2 separate regions of the Mus musculus genome follow, and region 1 is linked to region 2. The links are chromatin contacts, called in public Hi-C maps. All regions are on one chromosome and are shown on one strand. Each heading gives the region's core, a stretch centred on a gene start, on an enhancer-like site or on the middle of the called end of the contact. The rest is flanking DNA. Distances are from core to core; before and after follow the strand shown. Region 1 overlaps Lrmda (leucine rich melanocyte differentiation associated). Region 2 overlaps Lrmda (leucine rich melanocyte differentiation associated).

Evidence for each region. Hi-C and Micro-C count contacts between places; a contact is called where the count stands out from the background.
Region 1: a contact with region 2 is called in a Hi-C map of uterus, with 2.5 times the contacts expected there. The contact joins two enhancer-like sites. A contact is called at or near these places in 6 of 39 promoter capture datasets (the 3T3-L1 cell line, 3T3-L1-derived adipocytes, hippocampal neurons and 2 more), 7 of 484 Hi-C or Micro-C datasets (embryonic limb bud, nephron progenitors and uterus) and 3 of 9 other capture datasets (adipose tissue, embryonic trunk and pancreatic islet).

The regions. Positions count from the first base shown.
Region 1 is chr14:22,756,170-22,758,869 of GRCm38.p6, forward strand. All of the region lies in intron 5 of Lrmda (leucine rich melanocyte differentiation associated), which reads left to right. The region is part of intron 1 of Gm30926 (a long non-coding RNA gene); the gene reads right to left. Among named protein-coding and RNA genes, the nearest start is that of Gm30926, 44 kb to the right of the region's middle. Within about 2 kb of position 1,397, at least 4 of the 459 cell types and tissues checked have an H3K27ac peak or open chromatin away from gene starts, as enhancers often do. A contact at or near this core is called in uterus, where this site is marked.
Region 2 is chr14:22,608,470-22,611,169 of GRCm38.p6, forward strand. All of the region lies in intron 5 of Lrmda (leucine rich melanocyte differentiation associated), which reads left to right. Among named protein-coding and RNA genes, the nearest start is that of 4930405A10Rik, 67 kb to the left of the region's middle. Within about 2 kb of position 1,417, at least 15 of the 459 cell types and tissues checked have an H3K27ac peak or open chromatin away from gene starts, as enhancers often do. A contact at or near this core is called in uterus, where this site is marked.

The DNA of each region.
Region 1 (2,700 bases), core at 147-2,646, 150 kb after region 2:
TGTGGCCATGTCTCTCCTCAGAAGCCTCTCCACAGGTCTGTCCTTCATGGTGAACCATGACTCTCGACTCTTTTGATGCTGTCTCTTTCCTTAGCTCATTGAGTATAATGGTAGAAGTTACTTTTCAGATCTAACGTTCACCTTACAGTGAACCAACATTGGCCTTTACTAAGAAGCCCAAGCACAAGGTTGCTATTACATGCAGAAGAATCAGGTTTTCTCGGATCATGGCAAAGAACACATGAGGACAGATCCTTAGGAAACCATTTTGTTTTGTTTTGTTTTGTTTTGTTTTGTTTTGTTTTGTTTTGTTTTAAACCAGGCCCAGAGAGTTTCTGGAATGGATTTGCCCAGTAGTTTAGGGCAATGGTTCTCCACTAGGGAAATCCTTTGACATCCTTGATGTCTATTTAATGATCTCTGAAGATGTCTGTGTTATAGATATTTGTGTGTTCCTGTGTATGCATGTGCAGTCAGGTGCATGCGTGAATGCATATGTGCAGGCCAGAGGTCTGCATTGTCATCTTCTTTGACATCCACCTTTTTTTTTTTCCCCCCAAGACAGAGTCTTTCACTGAACCTGCTACTCACTCATTCCACTGATAGTGGAACAAACATTTTCAGGGATCCCCTATTTTGGGTCACATGACAAAAATAACAGATGTGCCAGCATGCTCAGCTTTAATGTGCATGCTATGCTGTAGCTCAGGTCTACATGCCTCAGTGCCAGGCATGGTACTTGCTGAACTCTCTTCCCAGTCCCTTGAAGACATTGAAAAGTGCATTCTTTTGGAGCAGATGTGTGCTTACCTCATACACAAGGCTTTAGCTAAGGATCTGTGATCTCTCAGAAGGCTCTCAGAAGAGTTCTCAGAAGGAAGGAATTATGAAGTGCAAAGTATTAAAAATGGAGGCTGAGATGCCTTGATCTACAAAATCAGTTTGAGTTCTCCGCCATAGCTAGGTAACACTTTGCCCCACCCCAGGCTTCTTTCTCAAGATCAAGTCCCCTTTTTAGAGTACTCAAATGTTCTCTTTATGCCCTAAAAGATGTCCCTTCAAGTTTGGGCAGCAATTAATTTCTGATTTTGTACTTTGTAACCCAGTTTCTTAGGTTCAGATTGGCAAGAAGTAGCTTGACACTGGAGGAAGAACCTGGGGCAAGAAGGTAAGGTCAGATCGACCTCAAGAGAGCTGGATTTTCAGAAATGATAGGCTAGCTTTAGCTTTTTTCTATGCACCCTAAAGAAGTTCATGGCATCTCCACTGATTAAGAACTGTGTTTCTAAAGTTCTCTGGCAAAAGGACATCTCTGCTCCAGCTAATGCTGATGGTGCTGCACTGCAATACTATTATCCTTGGCTTGAGAACAGAGCGAGCATGTGTGGATGGGCCTGCGATGTTTTATAGGACACTGGCTATAACTTTTTAATGTCATACCACCCACCCACAGCAACCCCATCCCCTGGAGCACTAAATGCCTTTCTTATCACCAATATTTGATGAGAAAATGCTGTTGGGTGTCTTCCTCCAAGTAGACGGGAAATCTAACCATGTTCCTTGCAGCCTAGTGCTCTGTCCACAAGATCTGATTTGTTTTTCTCACCCTAAATTTATAGACAGTTCCAAGGAAGCATATCCTGTTTGCTGTCTGGAGCAGCAGGAGAGTGAGGGAGAGAGTGATTTAGGGAGTTTGTTTTTCTCAAGACTTCCTTGAGCTGCTTTATGGCTTTACAAAAACCGCTGATCTATTCCTCCCTAATTTTATGAGCAAATTGTTCTTTCTTTTCTGATTTTTTTTCCCCCACTGAGTTTTCTTGGCCGACCCAGGCACCAATTATCAGAACTCCCCGGGCATAGTTGGATCCTCCCTAACATGTGTATAGCTGTAAACATATTGACCCCAGAAAATGAGGCTCTAGCTGTAGGCTCAGGCGAAGTCCTGACTTAACAATACGACTTCAAGTGAGAATGCCAACGTGGAATCATTTTTTTTCCCTGGTGACCAACAAGTATCTGTGATGGTTTAACAGTAGTGCAGAGCACCCCTGGAGCCCGTGTCCCCAAAACCTGGCTTAGTAGGGTGGTGGCACTGAGCCAAAGCTTCATTCATTTACAGCTTTCTTTATGGACAAGTGCTAAGAAGGAAGCCATCAGCCAAGAGAAAGTTGTCTGTCACATTCATGAGGAGATGGATAATTATGAATAATTAGAGACAAAGATCCAGTTACAGAAAGGTGTGAGAGGCAGTGCAGAATGTTCCTCCTTTAAAGATGTTTGCCTGGGTTGGACCATTTGCCTGGGTTGGACCATTTCATTACCTTTACTAGGTGACAGTGCAGCCTTTTAGATAAGATCAGCCAAAATGCTGTTGAGAGTGAGTCCTGGCTCATTTAAACCCCTCTTGCTTTTAGGGTCAATCATATATTTCCCTTGCAATCCAGTTGTGTCTGGTTTTTCTAACAAGGGATCTCTTCCTGAGCCATCCTTGTTTAGCTTCCTATAGTAAGATACTCTGACTCCTGGATGTTCCAACAGCTCAGCAGGATAAAAACAAATTTGAGGGAAAAAAAACCAAACCATCACCTAGACACTTTTTATGTGTGCAGCTGTTGATCAAGGCTTTGGTTATTTAAGCTGGTGACATTGACTCTGTGGGCGCAATGACTTACAGAGGTCACCACACTGCAAGTTCACAAT
Region 2 (2,700 bases), core at 167-2,666:
TAACTAAGCATGTATTCGCTGAATATGAAAGGAGAAAAGAAGACCATACATTCTTCCCAGGGAGGTCTCAGCTCCTGAATTTGGGAGTCTTGTAACACAGAGCAAAGCCATTTATTCCACAGGAATTGTAGAGAGAGGGATCCAGGCCCAAGAAAGCATTCAAGGTTTAGTGTAGAACAGACAAAGGAAGAGGGTCCAGGGTCACAGATACACTTGAGAGGACAACAGGACACAGTCCTGGTAGACAGGACAGCTGTGGTGGAGGCTTCTCACAGCCTCATCTCAGCAGAAGGACGCCTGATGCAGAAATAAGCCCTTAAGCCCTTTCATTTGGATGACCTTGGACTCAACTCTCCTAATCCCCCTCCAACTCCCTTGGCGAATCTGGACGTCAAGGCTGAGGTTTAGATCCTGGAATCTGTCATTGGGATTAGGCTCCCTTCAGCCACAAAGTGGAATAGAAAAGGCCGGGGAGTGACGTTGGGGGCTTATTACCCATGTCCAAAGAATATTATCTCATCCTTAGAAGGACTTTGAAACCCAAGGTGGAGATATCAGATCTTGGGATAATTACAGAACAGCCAAGTCCTGAATTACAAAAAGCCACATTAAAAAAAAAAAAAAACAAAAAAAACAAACAAACAAACAAAAAAACCAAATGTATCTGCTCAGTATAATGTGTAAAGAAAAAAAGATTTCTACATGCATTCTAATTTTTAGTCATGGGCTGTTTAGGAAAAGATTAAGTTACAAAGGATTCATTTCTTCCTTGTATTGAGAACAGCTCCATGGCCAACTTGCGACTTGTGCTTAGATGAGAGGGCCGGGACAGGAAGAGCGGGGACTCTGTTTGTACAAACGAAATGTTCAGTGGGAAGAAAACTGACCCTGGGAGGAAAGCGTCTCCCTCTCCCTCTTCTTCCAAGCTCTGTGGGATTAATGTGCAACTTTGTTCATATAACTGCTACAAACAGTTCACTGTGTAGGCCAAACACTCTCTAATGCAGTAAAATTAAGAAATAATACACTTTGAAAGTGATTTATGAGTGCGGTTAAACTGCCAGATTTACAAAGAAATAGTTCAGATCTTGGGAAGCCTCAGGAGTCACGTCAAAAATGAACTTGACCATGATTTAAACTGCTACTTTTCTTACATGACATTTAATATGTGTACTTTAGAGGCCCATATGTCTTTAATAAAATAGCATTAAGTTTTAAATATGATATGAATGCAGCCAGTTTCTAAATTCATAACCTTTTCCACAACTCCAAAATGCTAACCAATAAGGGAGTCATACACGCAATAAAACATAAACCTTAGAAAATAGCTTTTTATTAAAATGGTTAGGCAGTTGGCAGCTGGGTTGCAGTGTAATAAATACTTACAGCGCTGTGGGTTTATCAGACGTTGTTTACCCTGCTAGCAACTGGGACCAGACAACTAATTATAGACCCTGTGCAAAGGCACTCCACGCTCAGTCCCCAAAGTGTGTCAGAGAGCGAGAGGAGCTATGCTGAGAGTCTCCATCCAAGGACTGCTATTCAGCTTCCTTGCCAGCAGTTAAAGGTGACCTTGGGCAAGTCCCCCCATTTCTCTGACTTTGAGCTGTGTCATGGTGGCAACAGTACCATCTGCCAGATAGATATATGTTGATAATAGCAGACTATAGTAGTGGGTCCGTTAAAAACCAAACCACTGTTGGGGGCTAGAGAGGTGACCCAGGGATTAAGAACATTGGCTAGGCAATAATGAAGACTGGAGTTTAGGCCCCAGCACCCTTATATCAAGCCGGACACTCCACAGATACCTGAAGCTTCAGCTCTGAGGGACCAGATAATAGCACAAGAGCATGTACATACACACACACACACACACACACACACACACACACACACACACACATGGGCATATACATCTGTAAGTGCATGTACACACCCATAAACAAATAGAATTAAAGAAATCTTTAATAGGTTTTAAAAAAATCAATTCTCTAAAAGCTCTTCCTGTTGTTAATGAGTTAATTTAGGCCAGATCTTCCTTGACAATCTATTCTGAGTCCCAGAAGCACTTAGGAAAGTTGAGTCTCTCACCAGGGCTCCCTGGCATCTTTGTAGAATGATTTGGAGGACATGAGCCTTAGTCACCTCTCATAAGGCAACGGCATGTTACAAATGACAGGAGATATTGGTTCCCCGGCATGAGGGCCAGTCCTTCCTTGTTCCTAGAGATGAGGGTGAACTACTCCACGTGGTTTCTTCTTGCCTTTGTGTTTGGAAATTTTGATGCGTTACAATAAAAGAATTTTCAGGGCTCCAGCTGCTGTTCCTGTATGTGTAACTGTGTCAGCAGCATGTCGGATGTGGGACTTCCCAGGCTCTGTATCCTTGCCCACCTGTGTATATATATATATATATATATATATATATATATATATATATATATATATTATATTATATTATGTATATATATATAATATATATATATATTATATTCTGACCTACCTGTGAAGTTTGGATCACAGACATGTGTGTGGTACTCAGACTAAGAGCCCAAAGTACCGTTTTATTTTATTTTTATACATTTAAAAAAGTGTTAAGATCCTATTAAGGGATATTGTGGTGGTTTGGATGAAAATGGTCCCCCATAGGCTCATAGGGAGTGGCGTTGTTTAAAAGGATTAGGACATGTGGCCTTGTTAG